2 separate regions of the Mus musculus genome follow, and region 2 is linked to region 1. The links are chromatin contacts, called in public promoter capture Hi-C maps. All regions are on one chromosome and are shown on one strand. Each heading gives the region's core, a stretch centred on a gene start, on an enhancer-like site or on the middle of the called end of the contact. The rest is flanking DNA. Distances are from core to core; before and after follow the strand shown. Region 1 overlaps Nav1 (neuron navigator 1). Region 2 holds the start of Phlda3 (pleckstrin homology like domain, family A, member 3).

Region 1 (7,242 bases), core at 3,404-5,903:
CAACTCTTTTCTTTCTTTCTTTCTTTCCTTTTTTTTTTGTTTTTTGTTTTTTTGTTTTTTGTTTTTCGAGACAGGGTTTCTCTATGTAGCCCTGGCAGTCCTGGAACTCACTCTGTAGACCAGGCTGGTTTTGAACTCAGAAATCCACCTGCCTTTGCCTCCCAAGTGCTGGGATTAAAGGCGAGTTTCACCACCACCAGGGTAAGAGCCAGCTTTTTCAAGTCAGGGATATGAGTGGGCCTGTAGGGGGTAAGGGGAGGAGAAAGGTCTCAACAAGAAGCCCTAAGGCCAATGGATGAAGGCTCCCAAGGCCGAGGTTCAGCAACAGTTATGTGCTCCCACAGAGACTGCAATGATGCCCTAAAGGTAACAGGTCCTCTGACATTGAAGGCATGAAGGTGTGTCTGGATACTCCTCTGGCTGGCTGTGCCCTGAGCTAATAAAACTCCCTTTCCCCATGTCCCAAATTTGCATTCAGTTTTCTAGCACCAGGAGACAGAGAGGAACCTACCTCTAGTTCAACTGAGGAGGCTTCTGGTTCTTAATAAACAGGCCCTCTATGTCCATGCTCCACGATTTCCCAGTCTTGGCTGCCTGCTCACCTCCCCCCTCAGAACTCAGCTGGGCCCTCTGTCCCCCTTAGAGCTGACAGTATGAGCTCATCTGAACAGCCCAGGGAAGCCCAGAGGAACTGAATGGGAAATTCTGACTCACGGAGGGGTTGGTGCCAGAATGCTGCTCTTGGGGAAAAAGGCTGAGGGAGGGCTGTGTACCCTATAGCTGGGGGCTTGGGGGTTTCTGTAAGGGCTGGGGGAACAAGAGGGGATACCACTGGGTTGATTTTCTGGGTACCAGTATGTAGACCCTGTTGGGCACTCAGCCCTCCTTTAGGAGTGATAGAAGAGACTCGAGGACACCTGGCTGGTAGAGGGCTGATGAACCCAGGTGTTGGGATGCGGGGTACTAGCATCCCAGAGGGATGGGACTGAAAAGGAGGAGGGGTGAAGGGGTGTTCAGTAAACAAAGGCCTCTTGAAAAAGGAGGAGACTGTAGCCCACAGAGAGAACAGGTACCACAAACTGCACACCTGGCTTTCCACCCATACCCAGCCACCGTCACGGATGATAGCCTGTGTTCAACCATAAGCAAAGGCAAGACTGAGCAGGGTTTCTGCAGTGGTGCCGAGTTCCCCTTTCTTTGTAGCGCTGGCAATACGGGGGCCCCAAATGCCTGTGTTCACAGAGGCCAAGGCCCTCTGGTCAACCTGGGATGGCCATGTGGAGGTGTGGGGAGACACCGGCCCTTGCCCTCCAGACCCAGTAAGAGCACATCACCAAGGGCAGCCCAAGCTCACCTGTGAGTCACCTGGGAGCCTCGCAGGCTGGACATGGTTTCTTCCAGGTTCTGTCGGAGATCCAGAACGTTCTGTACTGTTCTCTTTCTCTGCGACTCTGGATCTGGCGAGGAGAAAAGAAAGAGGCGGTGAGAGGAGAGGACTCCTTGAAGGGACCTGGGAGTAAGGGAATGGGAGGCAGACACCATTATCTCCCAGAAGCCAGACCCTGGGGCCAGCCACCTGCTTCTTCTGTTCCTCAAAGATGACTGACAGTGCAGGTGCAGCTAAAGACCTCCATGTGTGTCCTGGGCTGGCTGAAGCCCCATACCCAACAAGGGCTACAGATAGGACCCCTCAGAGCCTCTCCCTGAATGACCACTGTTGCCTCTGGCTTTGGTTTCCTGTGGTAGAATGAAATGGGACACCCCTGACCCCCCCCCCAACCTCCTCTGGAGCAGTGTGTTGGTGTGTGCTTAGGGCTCTTGGAGGAGGGGACACTCTGACGAGCAGAGCTTGCCTAGTTCCACCATATAAGTATCCCTACACGGTGAGTTTCCATTTGTCAACATATCACAGAACATATCGTTCGAAGGGTTGGGACACATGGGGTTGCTCTGAGGGGTCTAAGAGGCCTCTGAGAGCCTCCTAAAGGTGAGGTGGCTAGTGGGAGCGGGAGATGAACAGCCATCTTCTGGGGTAGTTCAGACCCTATCCAAGAGTTAGAATCGCGAGTGAGGAAGAAGCATGGGCGGGGCCAGAGTCTGACCCAGTCAGGATCCCTGTGCTTAGCCTTGGTTTCCAGGCAGGATCATATTAGCCTGGGCAGACGAGAGAGCCTCTAACCGTACACGAAGCCTCACACTTTCTCCCATCTAGGGATGGAAATAGCATCCAAATGACAGAACAACCACAAGACCTTCTCCCTTCTATTGATCCACCAAAGAAATCTTTATCAAATCCCACTTGGGGCTGGGCGTGGTAGGGCACACCTTTCATCCTAGCACTCAGAAGGCAGAGGATGGTGAATATGAGTTTGAGGATAGTCTGGTTTACATATCAAGTTCTAGGCCAGCTGAGGTTACATAGTGAGGCCCTGTTTCAAAAGAGAAAAAGAAAAAAAAAAAAAGAAGAAGGAAATGAAAGAAAGAAAAACAGAAAAACCTCTTAAAAAAGCAAACAACAACAACAAAAACCCAAACCAAACCAAACCAAAAATAATCCAAAGACTCCAACTCAACTTGGTACCAGGACTGTGCTAGGCTCTGAGGACACTAACGAGGCTCTTGGACCGTGTCCCATGGATAACCTTTTACATAGGGATCCAAAGTCACTGTCACTGAAGGACCCAGCTTTCCCAATCCTCCTCAAGAGTTGGCTTCAGTAGTAAGTGACAGAGATAAGAGTGAGACCAGCCCTCTCCTCCCTTCCTCAACCCTTCCAGCCCTCTGTGCAAGCCAACCTTACCCTACTCCCAGGCCCAGCCTCTCCCCACCCACAGACTCGGCAGGGGAGCAAGCTCCTTCTGGCCGCCAAAGAGAACATTTCTGAATCCCCCAAGAGGTATTTTTGTTTTTTTTTTTTTCAAGACTGAGCTCAGGATGTCTGACTGTCACCGGCTGTCTGACTGTCACCGGCTGTTTGGCCAAGAGCGGCTGGGTGGGGTGGAAGGGCCATGCTGTATGGCTCTTCTCAGAGTCTCTGGGGCACCTTCTTCTTGGGCCAGCTCCAATCCTGAGCCCAGCCATCTCTGTCTTCCTCCCTTGAGGTCCTGTCCCTGTCCCCTAGCTTCTCAAGCCAGTCTCATGTACTCAGGGCTCCCTGTTGGTGTCAAGGAACAAGGAGAAATGGCAGGCCTCCATGCCCGGGGTCTGAGCTCTGTCCACAGCCCTGGCGTCATCTCGCTGGCTGCCAATGCCTGTTTATCCTGGCAAGTGTCGCCTGGTGAGCTGCTCCCTGCCTTTAAGTGATGGCTTGGCACGGGACACAGTCAGGGTCAAACAGTGTACACCTATATATTTTAAGGTTTAGTTCACAAGACCCTATGTGGGATCAAGAACAAGGCATGGGTTTCACAGAAGGGTGATGCCTTCTATAGTTTGGACGGAAATGAGCCAAGGTGCACATATCTCCAAAGGATGTTTCCAAAGAGGAAAGTGACGGAGAGTTATTCAGAGGCTTCTGGGTGTGCCCAGTCCTCTGCACACATCATCCAGTGGAATCCCAATGGGAGATTTGTGCTATTGTTCCATTTTACAGATGAGAACACTGACACTTCGAGATCAAATAAATTCCTCAAGGCCACACAGCTAGCATAAGCACAGGGTAGAGCTAGAGTCTGAAAGAAACTCAACCTCTTTTGATGTAACACTGGGCATTCCTGTGTCAGCAGTGACATGTACAGTGACTGCATACAGTAAGTGCTTAATGATATTCCAAGATTTAGTGAGTGCTACCACCATTTAAATTTTTTCATAAATGCGTGCGTATGGGTATATTTGTGTATGTATGTGTGTATATGTATGTATGTGTGCATAATGTTGTATATGTCTGTGTGTTGGATATTGTGGCATTAAAAATGTCCCCGTCTCTTTAAGAAAAAATGTTTAAGCCATACAGTTGGCCAGCTTCACTCCTAATTCTCTAGGCTTTGGGGGCACAGCAGGGAATGATGGGAATTAGAACCCAGAATCTTGGTAGTGACAGAGAACAATATACCAACTTCTGATATAACAATCATGGTGCAGCCGGGCGGTGGTGGCGCACGCCTTTAATCCCAGAACTTGGGAGGCAGAGGCAGGTGGATTTCTGAGTTCGAGGCCAGCCTGGTCTACAAAGTGAGTTCCAGGACAGCTAGGGTTATTCAGAGAAACCCTGTCTAGAAGAACCAAAAAAAAAAAAAAAAAAAAAAAAAAAATCATGGTATCATGGTGCCTTCTCTCCCCAACCTCCTCAAAGACCTCTACCCCAACCCCTACATTTTTCCATATCAACAGAGTAGAGTAGTGTACACACACACACACACACACACACACACACACACACACACACACACACACCAGGACGACTCTTCAAAAACCAAAAATACCAAGGTTCTGGAAATGGCTTGGCCCAGTCCTGCGTATCATAGAGGTGGGAGGCCAAGGTGCAGGAGCACAGCCATCTAGGGATGGCAGAGAGACTAAGAGTGATCTGCAGACCCCAGGGTAGGCTTAGAGAGGCAAGAAGGCTTGATTTAACGGGAATGGCCGGATCTGTTCAGTGCCCTGGCTGGGATTCTCCAGAAGCGGCTACACCCTAAAGCTCCATGGGTGCCTCAGCAGTGGCCCCTAGTGGCCAGATACAGTATGACACCTTACATTTCCACAGCTGGGTCTGCTCTGTGTGTGTGTGTGTGTGTGTGTGTGTGTGTGTGTGTGTGGTATGTATGTGTGTGTGGGTGATAGTTATACTTCTGATCTCCAAGTAAATTTTCCATGCTTAGCCTTTATTAAGTTATATTTTCCAAAGAACTCACCCTACCCCTTACCCTCGCCCCTCTGTGCCCTGTTCTACCCCAGCATCCAGCCTCTCTCTCACTGTCTGCAGTGAGAATGAAGATCTGGGAAGGGATGGAGCCATTCAAAGCACTAGCGATTTGTGATGACATTAACATTACCTAAAACATTATTCTCCTGGTTATGTCCCGATGTCTTGGAGGCTGCCTCTCCGTGTCTCGGTCAACCCTGTGGTCTCAGGATGTGGTCTGGGAGGAAAATGCTGAGGTCTGTCAAAGACGGAGGAGTCTCTTCCTACTGTTCAGGATGTTTCCAACCTATGTGAGACCTCTGTGCACGTTACAGCTAAGCTTTTGCAGAGCACATCATGGCTCCCAGGATATGTGTGTGTGTGTGTGTGTGTGTGTGTGTGTGTGTGTGTATCATGTGTGTCTGAGGAGTCTCACTACAGATCATCAGTCAAATACACTTGACACACAGGTGCATGCACACAGTAATGCCGGAGCCCCATGTTTGCCCCATGTGAGGCAGGACGCTAAACATATGACTTTGTGGTATTTCATTTGATTCGTTATATTTGTCTGGATTCCAACTCCCCTATTCTTTCCATTATAATACCTTGCCTCAGAATATGCACATCTCACCAAGGTGTGTCCATACAGTCTTCTACAATCCTGCAGATACACACATGGAGTGGTTTGGGCGGTTCTACCTCCCATTGTGAGACAGGAAGGTGACTAAGACATTCATGAGGAAAAGAGGCAGTCTGCATCTGAGAAGGAAAGGTCCAGGGTGTGTGTGTGTGTGTGTGTGTGTGTGTGTGTGTGTGTGTGTGTATGTGATGTGAACAGATTCCTTCTACCTGCCCGGCATCAGACAAGGGGAACAGGCCTCCCAAGAATGCTAAGACAAGGTTTCCTGCTAAGCTAAAGAGCTGGACACCGGGGAGAAACGGACTTTCACTGTGGTGTCAAGAACATAGATCTTAGGCCGGTAGCTGTGGCTCACTAATTTAATCTGAGCATTCGAGAGGCAGAGGCCAGCAGAACTCTGAGTTTGGGGTCAGTCTGGTCTACAGAGTGAGTTTCAGGACAGCCAGGGCTACACAGAGAAACCCTGTCTCAAACTGACAAGCAAACAACAAAAACAACACAGTTTTTAGTATCAAGAAGAAAACCCAAAGATGGCCTAGTCGGCCATCACTGCAAAGAGAGGCCCATTGGACTTGCAAACTTTATATGCCCCAGTACAGGGGAACGCCAGGGCCAAAAAGGGGCAGTGGGTGGGTAGGGGAGTGGAGGGGGTGGGTATGGGGGACTTTTGGTATAGCATTGGAAATGAAAATGAGCTAAATACCTAATAAAAAATGGAAAAAAAAAAGAAAAAAAGAAAACCCACCATCTAGGTCCACCCACTGCCTCTCCGCAGCCGGGCTGGCCCTGAACAGGTTACTTCATCTTGCTACCGGTTTGCTTTCTGCTAAATAGAGAGTGGAATGACCTCACTGCAGCGAGGCTTAAGGGCCTAGCTCACTATCACACTTAGTGTAGAGCCTGGCACACAGCAAACTGCCTGGACAGACAGCTGGGATCGACCTGGCAGAAGGCAGAAGTGGGCAGACAGCGAGGCTGAAGCGCCCCACACTCGGCCACCAACCAACAGGTGGGAGCCTGTTTTCTTTTGCTGAGGCCTTAACACCTGGACCTAGTAGCATCTGAGGTATACTCAGCAAACCTCGCTGCTGCACCAGCAAGCCTGACTAGCTGCTTTTCTCAGGGCTAGTCCTGCCTGTGGGATGCACTTAGCTATAGGGACTTGCTTGAACCAGAAGGCTAAGCTGTAAGATCATACTGGACAGTGAACCTCCAGTTCAGGGTAAAAGCCCCAACAGATTCAGGCAAGTTCTAGAAGGAGGAGGCTCAGGGGGATCCATCACCCAGTAGTCAGGTTTCCCCACGATCTGTGAGGTTTTAATTATTAGCCAGCAATTAAGTAAACTGCAATAACTTTTGACTATTGAAGCTTTAATTACCTTCACCAATGTTTCAGAACCCATAAGCCATGTAGCTCAGGGGAGGGTAACTGAAAACTAGCTTGGAGCTGCACCTTCCCTCTACAAAGGCTTTTACTGTGAATGGTTGGGTGAGGCACAGGCCCCCAGGAGGGACGGAAGTGAGCCAAGAGAGGGCTTGAAAGCATTTGCCACCCTCTCACATTAAGGACGGGAAATGACCTCTCCTCTGAGCCCACAGAGGGGACTCAGGGCTGCCGTGACTCCTGGCGTGGGCTCTTTTTCTCACTGTCCAGTGCTGTGGGCTGAGACGCTCAGCTGTATCTACAGAAGAGGTAAGTCACAGCCAGAATTAACCACAGGGGATGGTCTGGGCCTTGATCCATGTAGAAATCCAGGCC
Region 2 (7,242 bases), core at 3,346-5,845, 230 kb after region 1:
AGAACCGTAAGGGCTCTTAACTACTGAGCAGTCTCTCCAGCCCCTCAAACTTATTATTCTTCATTGCATACGTGTTGATGTGTTGGGCACTTAACTAGGTTTGTAAAGGAAGCAAGATGGGCCAGGATTGAAAACCTTGAGTACTATAGAGTGATAATATTTAAAAGAAAAATAATTCTGTCCCTTGTCACCCTTTCTCAGAGGGACTGTTAATGGTTGAGTCTTGGCCTTTAATTGTTACATTTATGTATGTATGTATGTATTTATTTATTTTTCGAGGGAATGAGGGAGACTTGTGGATGCCGTGGTGTGTGTGATTAGAGATCAGAGGACAACTTGCAGGAGTCTGTTCTCTTCTCCCAGCGTGTGGATGGTGGGGCTCCAGTCTGGTAGCAAATGCCCTTACCTGTTGGGTCACCTTTATGAGACACATTGAGACACGCTGTCACTATGTAATCCTGGCCAGTACAGAACTCACTGTATAGCCCAACCTGGTTGAAGATCTTGACTCTCCTGCCTCAGCCTCCTGTGTGCTGGGACTACAGATGTCAACTGCTAGGTCTAGCCAGCTTCCATAATATTTTAGGTGATATACGTAGACCTCTTTTAATTGGTTCCTTAGCTTTCAGCAGCATCACCCTGTTCCATCTCCCCCTTTATTTTTAGCTATATTTTTCTGTTTTGCCCACTCATAAGTAAATGTTTACCGAGGCCGGCCTGGGGTGGTGGTGCACACTTCCAGCTCTTGGGAGGCAGAGGAAGACAGAGTTCGAGGCCAGCTTGGCCTACAGAGCAAGTTCCAGGACAGCCAAGGCTACAGAGAAACCCTGTCTTGACAAACAAAACAAACAAACAAACAAACAAACAAACAAACAAAAAGTGTTTACTGTGAGCCAAACAGCATCTGATACTGGAGCTATGAGGATGAAGAAGATTGGGAACTCTTGCTGGCATAAAGCCTATATTTTAGGACAGGACAAACAGTAGTCAAATAGGAAACATAGAGCTGAGAGGGTGATGCAAGTGGAGCAGAGAGGGGGACATGGTGTGTCTGTGGGGAGCGGGTAGAAGGTTGAAGCAGGGTATTGGGGAAAATCTCATGAAAAAGGTAAGAAGATAAAGAACAAAGAACTGCGGGAGGTTGTAATGCTCCCTTCAGTCAGAATGCAAAGTGCAAATATCATGAGGAAGGGGGTTGAGGTTAGAATCTAGAGCAGGTCCCAGACCAGCAGTCCCAGAGGGCCTTGCCGGCATGTTGCTGCGTTCATCTTACTCGTCACTCTTGTGGATCCTGGGCAAAGTGTATCATCATTTTACATAGTTGACTTTTTTTTTCTTTTGAGACAGGGTCTTACTATGTAGCTCAACCCAGCCTAGATGTAGACCAGACTAGCCTCAAACTTGTGGCAGTCCTCCTGCCTCTGGAGTGCTGGGATTATAGGTGTGTATTATTATGCTGGATTAGTTTAAAATTTAATATTAATATATTTTATTTTTGAAAATTTGTTTACATTTATTTTAGACAAGAAAAACCTTGATTTTTTTTTTTTTTTTTACCCTCCATCCCCCTAGACAAAGTTTCTCTGTGTAGCCCTGGCTGTCCTGAAACTTGCTTTGTAGACCAGGTTGGCCCGAAACTCAGAGATTTGCCTGCCTCTACCTGCTGGGTGCTGGACTGAAGGCGTGCACCACCACTGCTTCAGCCTTGCCTGTTTTATCCTTTTGCTTTTATTTGTAGTTATTACAGCTCTGCATCCCTCTGCCACGTTCTACACTGTCGATAAAATTATCTTTACTGCTGTTCCTTTGTCTAGCAATGTATTACTCCCTGGCTTAATTTCTTCAAGTAAATGTTTAAAACAATAGCTCTAGGGCTGGAGAGAATACTCCACTGGAGAGCTGGCTCAGCTGAGTACTGACTGTTCTTCCACAGGACCTGAGTTCAATTCCCAGCACCCACGTGGTAGCTCACAAATACAGATATAAATGTAGGCAAAGCACCAAAGCACATAAAATAAAAATAAATGATTAAAAAGATAAATCCAGTTACTTTGTTGGTTGGTTGGCTGACTGTGGCTCTTCACCCAGCTGTGCGTGTCCCTCCGCGTGGTCTCTTCCGTCCTTACAGTAAGTAGAATGTAGAATGGGACATTCATAGCTAGAGACATTCTTGGCTCACTCCCTGCCCCCTCCTCAGGGCATTTTGAGTCAGCCCCAAACAGCTGGACTCAGCTTGCCTGACAGGGCAGATCAGCTTTCTATTTGGTAGGGGGAAGGGGAGGTGGCAGCTCTGAGTTGCTACAGGGGACATTCTGTCCATCTGTCCCATGTGGGGTCAACAAGTCAGTAAGAGTCCAATCAGAGTCCCAGGACCCAACCTTCCTTCCCCGGGTCAGGGGCCTGGTTCCTGCTCCTGGTGTAGTAACCCTGATGGGGAGGCACGCTCTGCACCCTCTGCTCTTGGAAACTTGATCTCAATATTTAATTAGTACAACCCGGACCTGAGTCCCCCTCAGATAGGGCTTCCAGGAAAGAAGCCAGTCCTGGGGGGAACTGAATTATCTTTCCTAACCCCAGGAGGTCACGTGACTGCAGGGTCTCAAGATGACTCCTGGATTCCAAAGACTGACTCTGGCCATTGGGACAGCAGTAGAGGGGCCCAGAGCATGATGCTCCACGGAGTTTCCTCCTAGGCCCCTTTGCTCACTCTCTTTTTACCTGATGTCACCACCCTTTCCCTTCCTTTCTCCACCGCTTAGAAGCCTCTAACCCTCCAGCCAGTAAGGAAAGAGTGTGGGTGGCCATGTCATGTGTTACAAGGGCTCAGTGTTTATGGAGAGGCAGGGTGATGTCACCAGCAGATTCCAGGTCCTGTAAGCCACCAATACATTCATGCCCTAGACTCTCTGATTACAAAGCTGCAGGATCCCGGTTAAGTTGTTTGAGTTCTCTGCCTTGTTTTTTTTTTCCCTCATGAGAAAATGTGAGCAAAACACTATGCCCTATCTCTCATGAGAATTTAAAGCATGGGGGAGGGCTCTGTAAATTTTGTCTTGAGAATGATCCAGTAGTTATAGAAAGCATCAGTGAACGAGAAGGAAGCAGTAGAGATGGGCTCAATGGAGACACTCCTCCCGGTCCCACTCCCACCCCCATTTCCTAAAGGAGAGAGGGTTGGTTAAGGCAGGATTCTGCCAGGTTGGTCAACTCAGCAGTCCCTAGAAGAAGGCTGAGGGGAAAGCCACACCATAGTGGCTGGCCGACAAGTCCCTAAGGGCACTGTCTAATCTCTCTCCTGGAGTGGCATTGTGGGAGTTGGGAGCTGAGGGACAGGGAGAAGGTCAGAGGGAGGGACAGACAGGGCTCTGGATGGGAAACTGATGACTCTTTCTCTCCACAGCTGGCTTGGTTCTGCAGGGGAGGATACCCCCGGCTCACAACAGAATCCTCCCTGTGCCCGTTAGTTTTTCGACACCGAGGACCAAAACAGGAGGTGTGAGTACAAAGAGGTCTTCTTTCTGACTAATTATTTATCATTAGTCCCAGAACCTTTACGATTAACATGTCCATGAGTAGGTGTTTAAGAAACTTTGGCCTGGAGGGGTTGACCAAGAGGGCCAGATGAGGGAGGTCCTAGGAGAGACATCTTTCTCCGGCTTCTGACCTTATATGATGGAAGACATAGTAGGAAGAGAGAAATAACTGAGTTGGCAGATCTGTCCCGGGTCTTCACGAATGGTCACTAAGTTGCTCTTCGCAACAATCCTACCAGATCAGAATGGATTAGTTATCCCATTTGATACATGAAAGTATGGAATAAGGTTAGAGCCATTGGCCAGGTAGGAGAGGTTTGAAGTCAACTGAGAAAAGCCTGTCTCCCTTCAGCATAGTGTCCCAGGAGAAGCCCATTCTCTGCTGTGGACTCTGCAGAGAAGCCACAAGGCTGAGGGCTAACTGCAGTAGGCATGGTTGGGCTCCAAGTCAATGCTCTGTGAGACAACCCCACACCCACAGCACGTGTGTCTACTTCCCATTGATCCATCAGGATTTCTCTCTCCCCACTTTATACACACTATTTTCTAACGCCTACCTAAGTAGAGGCAGGGAAAGGTGGGAGAGTAGGTTGTCAGATCTGTGGCCAGCCTCCCTTGAGCCCAGCAGAGAGACATCTGCTGATGATGGTGGACAGACCCAACACTAGCTTTTGGCAGAGGCTGGGCGACCAGAACTCTCGTGCTCTGAGAAGCAGCGGGTATTTGACACCCACCCTGCCATGGTGCCACTGCGTTATCGTCAAGCCGGCCCCACCCCAGGCCAGCAATGACCTGGCTCCTCTAGGAGAGGATCCTCGGCCCTCCCCCACTTCTCCTCTTTCTCCTTCTGCTATGCCCCGGGTGTGAGGCCGGGGTGAACGGTTGAGGCTGGGGGTCGGGTGAGGGGCTCGGAGCGGTGTTTTAAGAAGGGGCAGCCCGCAGGCTATTGAGAAAGCAGCCCCCTCCCGGGCCCGCGCTGCTGATGGGTGTTGGAGCCCCACTGCAGCCCCGCCCCCCGGGGCCCTGTCCGGGCGGGTGCGCGGCGCAGAGGGGAGGGCCAGCGGGGCAGGAATGCGCGGCGGGCGGCGCAGGAGGCGAGCGGTGGAACATGTAAGGGCACATCCCGCCAGCAGCCGCCCAGCTCGCAGACGGAGCGCAGGGGAGCGGGCGTGCGGGCGGCGAGGCGCAGGGCACCGGGTAGAGGCTCGGGGAGGTCGAAGCGGCGCGCAGGGTTCCAAGCCGGCGGCGAGAGAGTAGCATCGCACGAGCCTCCCGGTACCCGCTGTCTGCGAGGCGGCCCGGGCCGCAGGCTCGACCGCACAGGGAGCAAGGCCAACCAGCTCCAGGGCGCGAGAAGCCGGCGCTGTAGAGCCGGGACAGCCGGGATCGCCGCAGCCTCCAGAGCTGTGGGAACCTCGGGGTGCCCATGACGGCGGCGGCGACCGTGCTGAAGGAGGGCGTGCTGGAGAAGCGCAGCGGCGGGCTGCTGCAGCTGTGGAAGCGGAAGCGCTGCGTGCTCACCGAGCGCGGGCTGCAGCTCTTCGAGGCCAAGGGCACGGGCGGCCGGCCCAAGGAGCTCAGCTTCGCCCGCATCAAAGCCGTGGAGTGCGTAGAGAGCACCGGGCGCCACATCTACTTCACGCTAGTGACCGAAGGCGGGGGCGAGATCGACTTCCGCTGCCCCCTCGAAGACCCTGGCTGGAACGCTCAGATCACCCTGGGCCTGGTCAAGTTCAAGAATCAACAGGCCATCCAGACTGTGCGGGCCCGGCAGAGTCTTGGGACTGGGACCCTTGTGTCCTAAACCATGAGGCGTATCATTTTATCGACATGCCCCCCCTCTCCCATCTCCGTGCCCAGAAGACATGTCAGGTGAGTCCCAGAGCACTGAATCCTCTCTCTTCTTCCTCCTCTGCTCTCTATAGAAAACCAGGGGCTTTGATTTCTATCCCAAAGCTGGACGATCCCAGAGAAGGTTGTTGGGACCAACAGAGCGTAGATCCGAAGAGAATGTGTTTTTGGAAGCCGGGCCTTTTGCCAAGTGAGCAGAGCAGGCCCTTTCCCTAGGGCACCAGGCAGGAGGGTCCTTAATGTAACCCAAGTGTCGGAGAGGAAGATGGGTGGGAGCACGGAGAGAGAGCACGGGTGGGATAGGCCTCCTCAGAGATTGGTTCACTCACCATAGGACTCCTGCGTTGTATGACTGTCTTCCAGAATGAATGCATGCTGGAGAATGTAAGTGTTGAACTGCGATGACAACTCACTACGGTGTAGTTATCGAAGGAGTTATAAGGGCTTGCGAACAAAACCATGCTGTCTTAGGTCCCTACGTGGGGCCTCAGTGGAAGGCTGGGCTGAGCCAATGGCTTCAAAAACTCATTCTTGATAATGGATCTGGGGCTCCAGGGCTGAGGTGTGGGAGCATAAAGGAGTGTGAGATGTGGAATGTGAGATGTGGCCGGGACATCATTGCAGGGATGATAGGCCTGGCCTATCCATGAGTGCTGGCCAAAGGCATGCTGGGCCAGAGGAGGAGAAGCTAGAAGAGGGATGGGTGGCTGAGAACAGGATGGGGCCATGCATCTCTATTCATGATGTCTTAATCCTCCTAAAGGCAGAAGGTGGGGGGTGGGGGGGTTGGTTTGTGGTTAGAATGGCTCAAGGGAGGGACCAAGAATAGAACCTAGAAGCCATGGCATTTAGCCGTGTGCCCTCTTCCCCAGATACTACTCCCTCCTCATGGGAATCAGAGCTGGGGTTTATATAATTCTGCCCTTAACTTCTCCAACGGAAGCTTTGGTCCCTCTGAACCCAGCTACACCACCCAAAGTACCTCATCCATCTCCTCTTCCATCTCCAGCAAACAGAGGTCAACTGAGCCTAGGGATTATCTGGTGTTCCAGCCCCTTTGAGACTCTGGTTTGCTGCCCCCCCCCCCATAGAGAAGCTGTAAAGCAAACCCTCTGGGCTAAGAATGGGTCCACCATGATCCCTTAGGACGCAGAGAGGGGCTGGAGGAAGCAGCTTCCACTGACCACAGCATGTCATCAGCCTTCTGTCCATTTCTCCAGTCAATCCCTGGTCAAAAAATACTTGGGGGAAAAAATGTTTCCCTAACACTCACAGACCTTTTTTTTTTCTTGTCAATCATTTCCCAAACAGTATAGTTTAATGACAATTTATATAACATTACATTGTGTTAGGTATTAACAATAATACAGGGATGACTGCAAGCATATGGGAGGTTTGCATAGGTTATATGCAAAACTACACCCGGTTAGAGAAAGAAGCCCCCGGATTTTAGTGTCTGTGGCATGACCTGGATGGAACCTGTTCCCTGTGGATAACAGGAGTGGTCACATTATTTCCTTCTGTTCTGGTGTAGACAGGTTGAGAAGACCTGGTGTGAGGCATGCAATAAACCAACCATCCTAACCACTGTTCTTGCTTTCCAGCTTCTCTGTCCACTTTGGTTGGTTGGGACCTGGCTACATGTGATGAGCCAGAAGCTATCAACATGAGGAAGATAAACCTATCATCATGGAAGGAGCCAACCAGCCAGAGACGGAGAGCAGAAGCCAGTAGGGGCTGAGCATGAAGATTCAGTTCCTGGACACTAAGACTGTTGTTATATCCAGCTCAGACTTGCGAGCCACAGGCCTGGCCTCCAGTATCATGACTTGGGCCTTACCTGGTCCAGCCCTTGGTT

The links. Promoter capture Hi-C pulls out the DNA fragments that hold promoters and counts their contacts.
Region 2: a contact with region 1 is called in a promoter capture Hi-C map of 3T3-L1-derived adipocytes, with 4 times the contacts expected there. The contact joins the promoter of Phlda3 here to the enhancer-like site in region 1. A contact is called at or near these places in 12 of 39 promoter capture datasets (the 3T3-L1 cell line, 3T3-L1-derived adipocytes, the HPC-7 cell line and 5 more), 1 of 15 datasets of contacts at CTCF or cohesin (embryonic stem cells), 20 of 484 Hi-C or Micro-C datasets (B cells, ECoMG myeloid progenitors, the G1E-ER4 cell line and 11 more), 9 of 115 datasets of contacts at active chromatin or transcription factors (the NIH/3T3 cell line, bone marrow-derived dendritic cells, bone marrow-derived macrophages and 5 more) and 2 of 9 other capture datasets (adipose tissue and pancreatic islet).

What each region holds. Positions count from the first base shown.
Region 1 is chr1:135,535,843-135,543,084 of GRCm38.p6, forward strand. Nav1 (neuron navigator 1) reads right to left here. Exons shown (of 30, transcript NM_173437.2): 2 at 1,355-1,457. Among named protein-coding and RNA genes, the nearest start is that of Gm32940, 27 kb to the left of the region's middle. Within about 2 kb of position 4,654, at least 45 of the 459 cell types and tissues checked have an H3K27ac peak or open chromatin away from gene starts, as enhancers often do. A contact at or near this core is called in 3T3-L1-derived adipocytes, the NIH/3T3 cell line, bone marrow-derived macrophages and 4 more, where this site is marked.
Region 2 is chr1:135,761,490-135,768,731 of GRCm38.p6, forward strand. It overlaps Phlda3 (pleckstrin homology like domain, family A, member 3), which reads left to right and starts at 4,596. Exons shown (of 2, transcript NM_013750.2): 1 at 4,596-5,405; 2 at 6,989-7,242. The coding sequence starts at 4,960. The coding sequence ends at 5,337.